Regions from separate parts of the Mus musculus genome. Here region 2 is linked to region 1. Evidence: chromatin contacts called from public HiChIP or PLAC-seq data. All regions are on one chromosome and are shown on one strand. Each heading gives the region's core, a stretch centred on a gene start, on an enhancer-like site or on the middle of the called end of the contact. The rest is flanking DNA. Distances are from core to core; before and after follow the strand shown.

The links. HiChIP or PLAC-seq counts read pairs in DNA pulled down with a chosen protein or histone mark.
Region 2: an H3K27ac HiChIP or PLAC-seq map of microglia shows a contact between it and region 1, with 6 times the contacts expected there. The contact joins the promoter of Fam166b here to the promoter of Dnajb5 in region 1. A contact is called at or near these places in 4 of 39 promoter capture datasets (the C10 cell line, liver, pre-B cells and 1 more), 1 of 484 Hi-C or Micro-C datasets (CD4 T cells) and 1 of 115 datasets of contacts at active chromatin or transcription factors (microglia).

The regions. Positions count from the first base shown.
Region 1 is chr4:42,946,886-42,952,563 of GRCm38.p6, reverse strand. It overlaps Dnajb5 (DnaJ heat shock protein family (Hsp40) member B5), which reads right to left and starts at 2,697. Exons shown (of 5, transcript NM_001355438.1): 1 at 2,560-2,697; 2 at 1,621-2,088. The coding sequence starts at 1,802.
Region 2 is chr4:43,426,557-43,432,234 of GRCm38.p6, reverse strand. Fam166b (family with sequence similarity 166, member B) reads left to right here and starts at 3,101. Exons shown (of 6, transcript NM_001369077.1): 1 at 3,101-3,207; 2 at 3,769-3,992; 3 at 4,066-4,262; 4 at 4,396-4,447; 5 at 4,525-4,722; 6 at 4,964-5,221. The coding sequence starts at 3,146. The coding sequence ends at 5,052. Rusc2 (RUN and SH3 domain containing 2) reads right to left here. Exons shown (of 12, transcript NM_199057.3): 12 at 5,143-5,678. The coding sequence ends at 5,586.

The sequences.
Region 1 (5,678 bases), core at 1,448-3,947:
CTCAGATCACAGAGTGACTCACACCTTTGGAAACTGCTGTTTCTAACACCCTCGTTAGCAGGGGGACACTCTCTCCCCCAGCCAGGGTAACATTGCCTTTACTCATTTCCCAGTATTTACACACTGAAGTGTGACTGCTTGTCTGCGCTGCCTAAGCACCAAAGGCAGTGAACAAAACCATCAGAGAAACGGCCTTCTTAAAGCCTAGGTGCCAGGAGACCATGGACACTAACCTCCATGTCTTAAATCCCTTTGCTGCAAGCCCCTCCTCTACCTACCCTTACATTTTAGGATCTGACTCCATGCTAGGCTAATACTCCTAAGTGGGGCCCAAGGACATCAAGCCAGGGTTCCTACTCTTAACCTGCTTCCATCAGTGGACCTGAGGAGGATATGAAGGGAGGGGATATGAAGGAGTGGCCACGTGCCATCCTTTAGCCTTTTTGAGGTGTAGCCAACCCTTGTAAAACAGGGAGAACCAGAGTCTTTCTAACAATGTCCTGGCAGCCAGAGCTGAGGCCTGCCTTTCTGCCCCTGACTACCTCACAGTAGTAAAGTGTACAAGGCGTCCTGGCAGGAGTGAGGGCTGTGACAGTTAAGGGGGCCCCAGATAGGCAGGGAGAGTGACCTTAGCTCCTGCCTGCTGCAGGTGGCTAGGTTGACTCATGGTACTGAAAGCCACCTCACTCTGACAAAGAGAAGGCACTATAAAGGCGGGTACTCCCCCATCTCCCCACACCAGCATGTCACGCCTGTGGGGGAGCCTAGAGTTGGGGGAGGCAGAGAAGAAAGATCATCTGGAGGAGGGCAGCCATTTTCGGAAACGGCATTAAAAGCAGTCTGAGAGGGAGATGGGTGGTCTGCCATCTTTGCCTCAGCCCACACTTTCTCTCCCCCAGGACAGGAAGAAACCTAGAACAGCAGCAACAGGGTGCCCAGGGAACTCCAGCGGCTTCCAGGCAGAGGGCAGTGACCCAGCTTACCAGCCCACCCACCGTTTGTAGTCCTTCAATATCTCTTCCCCACCACAGCCAGCTTCCTCTCCGGCACCCACCTGCTAGCTGCTCTAGACCCATAATTCTCTTGCCTCTACAGACACAGGGCAAACTCTCAGGACCTGCCTCCTTTCCCTCCTTCTTTCCACCCTCCTTCCCTCTCCCTCCCCACAAGCCACGTGGTAGGATGACAAAGGAGCCCCAAGGCATGGCTCTGCCTTTGATGAAGAATGAGTATGTCAAGGTAGAGCTAGGGATGAAAGAAAAAATGAGGACAGATAGCAAGAGGGACCATCAAGTACAGGGAGGAGACAGGGTCTGACGGACAGGGATGAGAGATGACAAAAGGAAAAGGCTGAAGTGGACCACACGTTACTGATGGGTTGGGAGGGAGAACCTAAGAGCTGAAATATTGGAGATATTCGTGGAAACATGAGTTTGAGAGAGAGATGAATGACATGGGGTACAATTCATTCAAAAGTACAGGTGAGGTCAAGGGGACTCATGCACATACCGGGGGGAGATGAGGATGACAGGGAGGAAGGAAGGAGGCAATGCAGGGAATGGCTGATGTGGAGAATCTGACTTGGCATGGGTATGAGCGCCCTTCTCAGGAGGGACTTACCGAAACTTTACAAACCCATTCAGCGTCCACGCTCGAAGTTTTAAGGGCTCCAGCTGAATTTTAAACATCAAGCTGGCTAAGAAGTCTTCTCCCCAGAAGTGTGGGAAGCTCCGGAAAGCTCCTCGAGCCTGCAGTGGGGGTGCTGCTGGGGGTGGGCAGGACAGCACTGTGCGCTTAAACATGCCCAGCCAAGCCCCTCACCTCTGATCGCTCCACCGGAGCCTGCTTGGGACGCTGTAGCTCTGGAAGCCACCTCCTCAGATTCCCAGAGGCCGTGACCCAGCAAGGCCTGTATCGTGCCCAGGGAGCTGGACCCGGTCCCCAGGTGTAGAGTGCAGAGAGAGGATCCAGTGGCCACCTGCTCTCAGGTGCAGCAGTGTCTGGCTGAATGATGTGAGCGCCTGTTCGGCTGTGTGACAGTGAGGCTGGCAGTGACAGTGTGTAGTTGTTGAGTGGCAGCGTGTGTACCTGTGACAGGTGTGATAGTGAGGGCCTGAGAGTCAGTGAGCTCCTCTCGCCTCTCTGGGGAGGACCCAAGCCCAATCCCCAAGAACCTACTCAATGAAGTCACTGACGGGGAGTCTCCTCCCCCGCAGATGGGCGGGGAGGGGCGGGGCAGAGCCGAGCCTGGCCCGGACAAAAGGCGCGGCAGGGAGAGGAAGGAAGGGGGTTCGCGCGGGGGAGGGGGGTCGGTGATGTCACCCCAGCTGGCTGGCTGGCCTGCTCAGAAACGCCTCCGCCCGGCGCAACCCAATCCGACCCGACCCAACCCGACCCTTGTCGCAGATACCCAGCACCTGGCAGACCCCGAGCTCCCAGGCCCCTCACCCCTACGACAGAGGAGACTATGGGCCCACGGTGTCCCAACCCCCCATACCAGGACCTCTCTTCTCGACGCCCCACTCCCGGGACCCCCGAGTCCTCGCTCAGCGCCCTCACCGGTGAGGAGCTGCGGGCGCCGCCGCGGTCCTTCTATCAGCCGCTGCCCCCTCCCCCGGCTCCGGCTCCGCCGCCTCCACTCGGGACAGGAGTCGCCTGCCCGCCGGCCGCAGACAGCGGGACCGGGAGCCCGCCCCCACGGCTCCGCCTCCGCGCTTCCCATTGCCCGGTCTATCCGTCACTCAGCTCAGACTCTTCTGTGATTGGATACCTCTCAACGAGCGTCCGGGTGATAGCCACCTCTTCTCCGCCCCTGTCACCCGGCCACACGCGCACACATTCCGGGCAGTGATTGGTGTGGGTGTGATTGGTGCCCTCTGGGATCAATCAACCACACCTCTTCTCCATCTCGTCGTGTTATTGGTGAAAAGAACATAGGGAGGCAACTCCAGGCGCCCTTTGATTTTATTGGCTGGTCCCTGTGATTTCGACCCAAGCCAGTGTGGGCAACTATATTAGTCCAGTCTCCAGTATGAGAAGGTGAGACATTCTAGCCACCGCCTGAGTCCAGGGAGAACCTTCTGGAACGAGTGCAACCTCAAAGACAACCTATTAGGAAAGCTGCACTCATCAGTTGTTGGTGACACCAGGCATTCTTTCGAGTCGAAGGAGAGGCAAAGGCTCTGGATCAGTATCCAAAGCTCATCCCTTCTTACTCGTCTTCTATCAGATTGTGATCCAACTTGACCTGGCCTGGTTTAGCTTTCCCTTGTCTTGACCTGGGATTGACCTGCCATGGTTTAACTGTAACACAAAACAGAGCCGGATAGAGCTGAGATTCTAAGTGCCCCTGTGATTATCCTCTGCGCTAGTAACTGGTAACACCTTCCTGAGTCTCTGTCCAGATGCCCTCCATCTTCAGTCCTTTCACAGCGGCTCGCTTAGGAGCAGTGGCTTCTCAGCCACTTGGAGTCCACAGTGTCCAGTTCAACCTCGTTATAAACTAACCTTCCATCTTCTCCTCGCTGCCCGCCCCCCCCCCCCGTCCTTTTTCTTACCCCCTGTGATACCTGGTCTTCCCTCACACCAAATTTCTGCCCTGTTCTGTATCTTTTTACTTCCCCCTCCATCTCCCGCCTTTTGTCTTAATTCTTAATTCAATTCCCTGCTTCCATAGTCTGCAATCTCATAGCTCATAGTTCCCCCTTTAATCTTTTACCTCAGCTTTTCATGATCCTCTTTCTTAGCACCCTCATGCACTGTCATCTCTGGCCCCCCAGCCCCCTAGTAAATCATTAAATCTCAGCCCCAGTGTCCCCGATACTCGGAGCAGGCGGGCCTGCGGAGGCGGTCGCCAGCGGAAGCCGCCGCTCCAGCAGACACCGAGCTTGGCGCCCACGTTACTGTCTCCCAGGCCCATCTGTGCTGGAGGGAGCGGGGGGGGGGGGTGGATGGGGGTAATCTGGGGGTGAAGAGGGGGAGGGGGTTCTTGGGAGATTTGGTGACAAAGGCTTGAGAAAATTCTCTCACCTTATTCTTCGCCAGTTCTCAGGACCGGATTTAGATATCTATGAGGCCATGAAGAGCAGTTGGAACTGTAAACTGAGGCTTGGAGTACCTAGGCCCCAGAATAGGGCAGGAAAGGGGACTGGGTCTTTGGGGGTGGGGGGCAAGTTCTGCATATTCTTAACAACCCTTCTTTTCCCATTGTTCCACATGAACTCCCAAGTGCAAAGGAATTTGAGTTTAAAATAGAAAAAGGAGCTAGGGTGAAAAGAGGAGTTGGGCAGAGGGGCAAGGAAGGGGGTGTGGAGCCCGCAGTATGAGGACTGAACAGGTATCTGGTTGAAGGAGATGGGATGGGAACTGGATAAGGGGGCCGTAAGATGCGGGTGGGAGGCAAAGACAACTGGGCAGGTGAGAGGAAGGGGAGATGGGTCAGGGGGAGACTGGAGGAGCAATAGAATGGCAGGACAGAGAAACCAGATGAGGCAGAGGGAGAAGGAAGGGATGAGGCCACGATGAGGGAGTGGCAGGGAGTGGACATGGTATCCTGGGAAGAGGCAATCTAGGAATGGTACTGGCCCCAAGGATTTGGGGGCCACCAGTATCCTTCCTCCTGATGTGAGGGGCCCTAGCTGTGTTTCTTCCTAATTCTAGGCCTGTCTCTTGCTGCTCCCAGCCTTGCTCATGCCAGCACAGAGGGAGGGTTTAGCCATGAGCCTTTACCTGGCTCAGCTGATGATAAACTGTCAGCCTGGACTTCAGGGCCTGGAGGTTTATGTCCTCAGAGTGGTGACCCACACTTCACTGTCTGCCTGGAGCACTATTGTTGCCATTTGTCCTACTTTCTAGGGCATCTGACCCAGAGAACACAGGGCAGCATAGACTGTAAGAATGGGAGTGTGGAGCCAGTTAGCCTATTGGCCTTTCCAGGGCACTGGCCAACCCACACCTCATTTGTTCTGGGCAAATGGGCTAAGCAACAGTAGAAGCCCACAGGGCTTTTCTGGGGGTTAATTAAGGTGACACATGTCTTAGTTCTGAACATGGCATTCGATTAATGTAAATGACATTGACTCCGTGTGTTCAGGGCTATCTGGGTGTGTGAGTGCAACTAGAAATGTGTGTGTCTGATTGGGATTGTCATAATCATGAGTCTGTTTGTAAGTGTGTACCTGTACTTGCTATAGGTATGTAGCTTTGTGTCGGCACACAGGTATGATTAAATAAATGTCTGTGTAGGCATCACTCCATGATAAAGAGTGAGGGAAGTATGTGGCCATTGACACCATTTCTGCCAGTGTATGTACGCATCTGTGATCATGTTGTCCAGACACCCCCGCTTGTCCTCCCTCCTCATGGAGACGTCATAACCCTAGGTGTCCCTCATTTCCTCACCCTGAGGGAACCGGAACCTGTGGGCAGAGGGGTGGGGGTGGATCCAGTGAGGAGGTGTTTAAGCAGGAGCACATGTTCCCTCACAGACTGTGTATGGGAGGGGGAGCCCCTATCTTGCACACATCCCAAATCCTCCAGAGGAAGTGCTTCCCCCCTCGGCCTGTTCCTAGTTCCCTGTCTTGTCACCATGGCAGCAGTTGCCAGGGGCTCTCATGGTTGCTAAGACCTGGGTGTGGGAGGATGCCAGGCCCCGTTGCTAGTAGAAACCGAATCCTGGA
Region 2 (5,678 bases), core at 1,852-4,351, 480 kb before region 1:
TATTTATTTATTTATTTTGGGGTGGCATTAATGGTTTCATTTTATTTATTTATTTATTTATTTATTTATTTATTTATTTATTTATTTATTTATTTATTTTGGGGTGGCATTAATGGTTTCATTCTGTAGTCCAGGCTGGCTCTGAACTCTTGGGAATCCTTTCTCACTCTTCAGAGTGTTGGGATTACAGCTGTGAGCCACCATGTCCCGGACCTGGGAGCCACCTGAAACTTAGAGAGGATCAAGGCAGGACAGAAAGCTGTGGCTGCAGTTCTGGCCCAGGAGGCTGTGTGCACAGGCAAGCTGCTGCTGCTGCTTTCCTCACTGGACCTTTGTTTTGTAGAACACTGATAAAGCGAATGGCAGCTCCCTTGTTACTTGTGTTACTGTGGCGACCCCTAGTGGAGGGAGGCACAGAGGCAATGAAAGTTCCTTTTTGGAAAGCCATTTTATTATTTTCCCCCGGTTAGAATAACAAGGCTATCCCACCAACTAGAACACACTTTCTTACATAAATAACACAAATCTTTTTGTTTGATTGTTTTTTTTTTTGTTTTTGTTTTTTGTTTTTTTGAGACAGGGTTTCTCTGTGTAGCCCTGGCTGTCCTGGAACTCACTCTGTAGACCAGGCTGGCCTCAAACTCAGAAATTCACCTGCCTCTGCCTCCCAAGTGCTGGGACTAAAGGCGTGCACCACCACGCCTGGCTAATAACACAAATCTTAACAAAGTCTAGTGTTTTGTTTTTTTATGTAGCACAGGCTAACCTCATAAGGATGGCTTTGACCCCTCCCCATCTCCCTATCCTCTTGCCTCTGCCTCCCAAGGTCTGTGATTATGGGGTGGGGGTGGTACAGCACACAGCATATGCAACACCAGGGCCTAAAGCATGACAGGCAAGTACCTGCCAACTGAACGGTGTCTCCAGCTCCTAACCCATTTCCTCTTTTTAAAAAAACGCTGCAATGCAAGGGCCTGTGTGGACCAGGTAAGTGGTCCACCACTGAGCCGCTTTGCCTAAGCATGTGGTTCTAACTGCTGCCATCTCTTCTGCAGAAAAATCTTCTATATAGGCAGGCTTGGTGGTCTATGCCTCTAACCACAACTCAGGAGGCAGGGGCTGGAGATCAGCAGGTCTTACAACTACACAGTGAGCCTGGGCTACACAGACTGTCCTCAGCCAACACCCCTCCCTACCCAGGGAGGAAAAAGACCCTTTCCTAATCCTCAGCTTTGAATTAGAAAGCTTTCCAATGTTCTATCTCATACTTTTCCTACCCCCACATCCGGGACTGCCCTTGCCTCTTCCCCATTCCCATCAAATATTACAGGTCGCCGTTAAGTTAGCAACTTAGCCCGAAGCAGACACTGGGTACCTGTGTGTCCCGTGCTGCCTGCTTTACTCTGAGGCAGGAACCTCCTTTTCCTGTGTTACAGTTGAGAGAACTGAGCTGCAGTGATTGTGGGCAAGCTCAGTATCAAGTGAAGGTCAAAGCTGAGCCAGCTGTTGGTTTTAAGACAGGGTCAGGCTATGTAGGCCAGGCAGGCAGTCCTCCTGCCTCAGCCTCCCAAGTGCCAATGTTAGGAGTGTGCTACCACATTTAGCTTTTGAGCCTGTCTAGCCTTCAAAGACTTTAAGTAATAACGCTTTGACTCAAAGTAAAAATGGCCTTAACAATAACGGAATAGAAAAGTGGGTCACTTCAGCTGCTCAGTCTCTCATCCATCTAGTCCACCCTGATGTTTGTCCCTGGGAAGTGTTCTCAAGGGTTCAAGGTGTCTGCTCAAGTGTTCCATCATCACATAGAGGGCCATTTCGAGCCAGAAAGCAACCTCCTCTCCTCTTGTGTGTCTCCTTCTGAGGAGCTAAGGCTATTCCACAGGGCCCCTCCTAGCTACAAGAGTGCCAGAAGCCCAGGCTCACAATCTAGACTGTTAAAAACTTTGCTTTGTTTAAAAAAGTAAAGTTGGCTTGCCTGCTGGTCTTAATCCTTTATCCTTACATGACTCTCCTTCCCTGAACCCTCTGAGTGGGAGCACACCCCCGACTCCTCACAGGGTTACCACTCACCCACATTCCCTGTGTCAGAAGCCGAGGCATCCTCGTGAGGCCTTAGTCACCACTCCTTTCACCTACCTTCTCGAGACCGCTGACCCTCAGAGTCTTGGTAAGCTCAGGTATTTTAACTTTCTCACTGGAGTTTGGAGAAGTTGGGGCCAGAGAAAGTTAAGGTACCTACCTCCTCCAAGAGGATGAGGCCCTCAGATAGGTGTCAAAGCCTGCCGGGCCTCATGCCCCAGTTCTTGCCCCCACCCCACAATTCTGGCTTCACATTCTTCTGAGCTAATATCTTTATGTCCTGGGGGATACACTTGGGTGGTAGAGGACTTGCCCTGCCTGTGTGGGGCCTCTGTTTCCAGCTCCAGGACGTTGGTACATTAATTTGGGCGCCAGGGCAGTCAGGGTAAACAGTATCATCCGCAGCTGCACATGAGGCCAGCGGCTCAGTCTTAGCCAGAGGCTTGTGGACCTTCCTTCCGCATAGTACGTTCTGCCATCCTTAGGGTGTTGAGCCGAGCAAGACGTTATTAATGAGTGGATGATTTGGAGTATAGCAGCTATCCAGTAAATAATCCTTGCATTAATGCAATTATCTGTTTCTTTTTCTTTCCCTTTCCCTCTTTCTTTCCCTCTCTTTCTCTCTCTTTCTCTCTCTCTCTCTCTCTCTCTCTCTCTCTCTCTCTCTCTCTCTCTCTCTCTCTCTCTCTCTCTCTCTCTCTCTCTCTCTTTCTGTTTCTCGAGACAGGGTTTCTCTGTGTAGCCCTGGCTGTCCTGGAACTCACTCTGTAGACCAGGCTGGCCTCATCCTCTTGCCTTCCACCCAGAGGCTTTCGCAGCTGTTCCCCTCAGCCTCTGCCCTTTTCCAAGTGACAGAGCGGCACCCACTCCGGGAAGACCAGGAAGCTCCTCTCCACCACCTCTGCTGGCTTTACCCCAGCAATCCCCACTCCAGGGAGTGGGGGGTGGGCCTTCATTCGCCAACTCTCGGCCCCGCCCCCTCCCTCCTGCCCCATAGCCCTGGACACAGTACACAGGGCCCAGAGTCCCTCCTGGAAGGGAAATAAAAGGAACTGCGCCAGTTCCCATGGCTGTGGTCAACACTTCCATCCCAGGGCTCAGCGGCGAGAATCCGCATTATATTCCAGGGTAAGACTCCTCCCAGAGCACTCCCCTGCTTGCTTCTGGGAATGGGGATTGGGATCTAGGAGCCAGTTCACAGACACTGGGGTCAAGATGAGAACTGGGGTGTGTCAATGGTATGGTATGGAAAGGGGAATCTAGCGGCTGTGAGAGCCAGGTCTAACAAAGCTTTGTGTTGTGGTCCCCACGGAAACAGGGTAAAAGCAGGAAGGACTGGACACCCAGGCAGAGGGCTGGGGATGTAGTCGCTTCAGTGATTTAATGATTGCCTAGAACACAAGGCACTAGGTCCTGTCCCCAGTAGGTAAAAGAGACAAAGAACAGAAATAAAGACCTCCAGACTCAAGCTGGGGCAGGAGTGGTTGGACCCGTGTGAGCCAAGCATGGGGCGGGGATGTAGAAGGATCAAAGGTGTTTGGTCAGCCTAGGCTAGAGAGTGAGACCCCGTGTAAAAATAAACACACAAGCACTTGCTGCAAGTGCACACCAAAGCGGGGCTTTCCTGCCTGTGTCAGGATGGTGGTGTAGGGTCCAACTCAGAGCTATGGGATGGATCCTGTGCTGCAGGTACACCGGACACTGCCCGCTACTTCGGTTCAGCATGGGCCAGACCTATGGGCAGGTGACTGGTCAGCTACTCCGAGGCCCTCCTGGTCTAGCCTGGCCTCCTGCCCACCGCACACTTCTGCCTCCCATCCAGTCTCCAAGATCTCCTGTGATCTCCAAGGGGAGGCTGCCTCCCAGGCGCGGGCATGAAAGGCTCAGCTCCAGCATAATCCCTGGGTATACAGGTCTGTATAGAGGTCTGAATGGGTGTCCCCTTCGAAGAGAACGTGCCGTGAACTAACACATCTTCTCCGTCAGGTTTTATACCACGGGCACAGTTCATTTTTGCCAAGAACTGCAACCAGGTTTGGGCTGAAGCTATGAGTGAATTTACACGAAGGCACGGGGAGCAAGAGAGCCATCAACTGCCAGACGGAGCCAAGGGAGAGAGAGAAGTGGAAGAAGACCAGCTGCGGGAGGCAGAGGAGCCACCGCTGAAGCAGGAGTTGGCACATGTGAGATGGGGCAGGCAGGTGGGGTGGGGGTGGGCGCTCGTGCTTTGCCTGGGGGCACCGTGGGGCATGGCTGCCAGCTGTCTGCGGGGTGCCTGAACTTAATTCTTTTTCTTTCATTGACTTCTCTCATCAGGCTTCCCCCTACTCCATGGATGATACAGATCCCCACAAGTTCTTCATGTCAGGTGAGAGGAAGTGGGTAGCAACCAAAGGCGAGGGGAGACCGCAGGACGTCTTGACTCAGCATCTCCCCCACCCCCAGGTTTCACGGGCTATGTGCCCCGTGCCCGCTTCCTCTTTGGCTCCAGCTTCCCTGTGCTTACCAACCAGGCATTGCAGGAATTTGGGCAGATGTGCTCACGGGGCCGGGCGCACAAGGACCCCAAACCTCTCTCCCCACTTCCCAGGCCCACGTTTCAGAATCTGGGTCTCCTACCTCACTACGGAGGCTACGTGCCAGGTTAGAAGAGCCCGTGAGGGGCTCCGGGAACTGCGGTGTGTGTGCGGGTGGGGGGTGCTTTGGCAACGGGAATTAACAGACACGGAGAGATGTCCGACCCTGGGATTTAGCTTTAGAGAGGAAACTCTGAGGCAGTTCAGTGGGGAGTTGGGAGCAGATTTTAAAGGGCAGTTTGGAGGGTCGACGCAACTGGCTTTTTCATGCCTCTGGCTATATACATGTCAGACTCTTGGCCACGCAGGATATAAGTTCCAGTTTGGCGGTACATTTGGGCATCTTACCCATGATGCTCTGGGCCTCAGCATTACTCAGAAACAGCTCCCGGCCTAAGTACCTGGATTCCAAGTTCTCCCTTCTCATCCTAACCCAGTGAACCTTTTGGAATGAAGAGAGGTGGGTCGGGGAGGGGCACAAAGAAAATGGCTTGGAGGCTGAGCACCTTTTTATTATTAGGTGTAATAAATAAATAATAAATAAATAAATACATACATAAACAGAAGCCCGGGCTCCTCCCTACTCTGACGACCAGACTATTTACAGCATGGGGGGCTTAGGACTCTGGCCCCAATACTGTTAACCATCTTCATTATCAGTCGGCCTAGTGGACCTACCAATGACCTCTGGGCCAGGAAAACCGGGCAGCCCAGCACTGAGTGTTCCTCCCCTCCTTCCCCGGGTGGAGGTCTGGGACACTGAGGAGGGGTAATTAATACTGAGCATGGGGAGCAGGCGCCAGCACAGAGATCCGGGGCCCCAGCTCTCAGCATACTTTTCATAGCCAAGCCTGAGGGCTTGGGAAGGACTCTTAGGCTCTGAGTCTCGGGGGATGTGAGGGTCCCTGAGGCCACCAGCATGCACAAGCCTCAGTTTTGGCTGCTCCCAGGAGGTGAACTTGGAGTTGGGGTCAATGTCACATAGGCCAGAGGTACCAAGCCGGTGTCAGGGCCTCGGCTGCA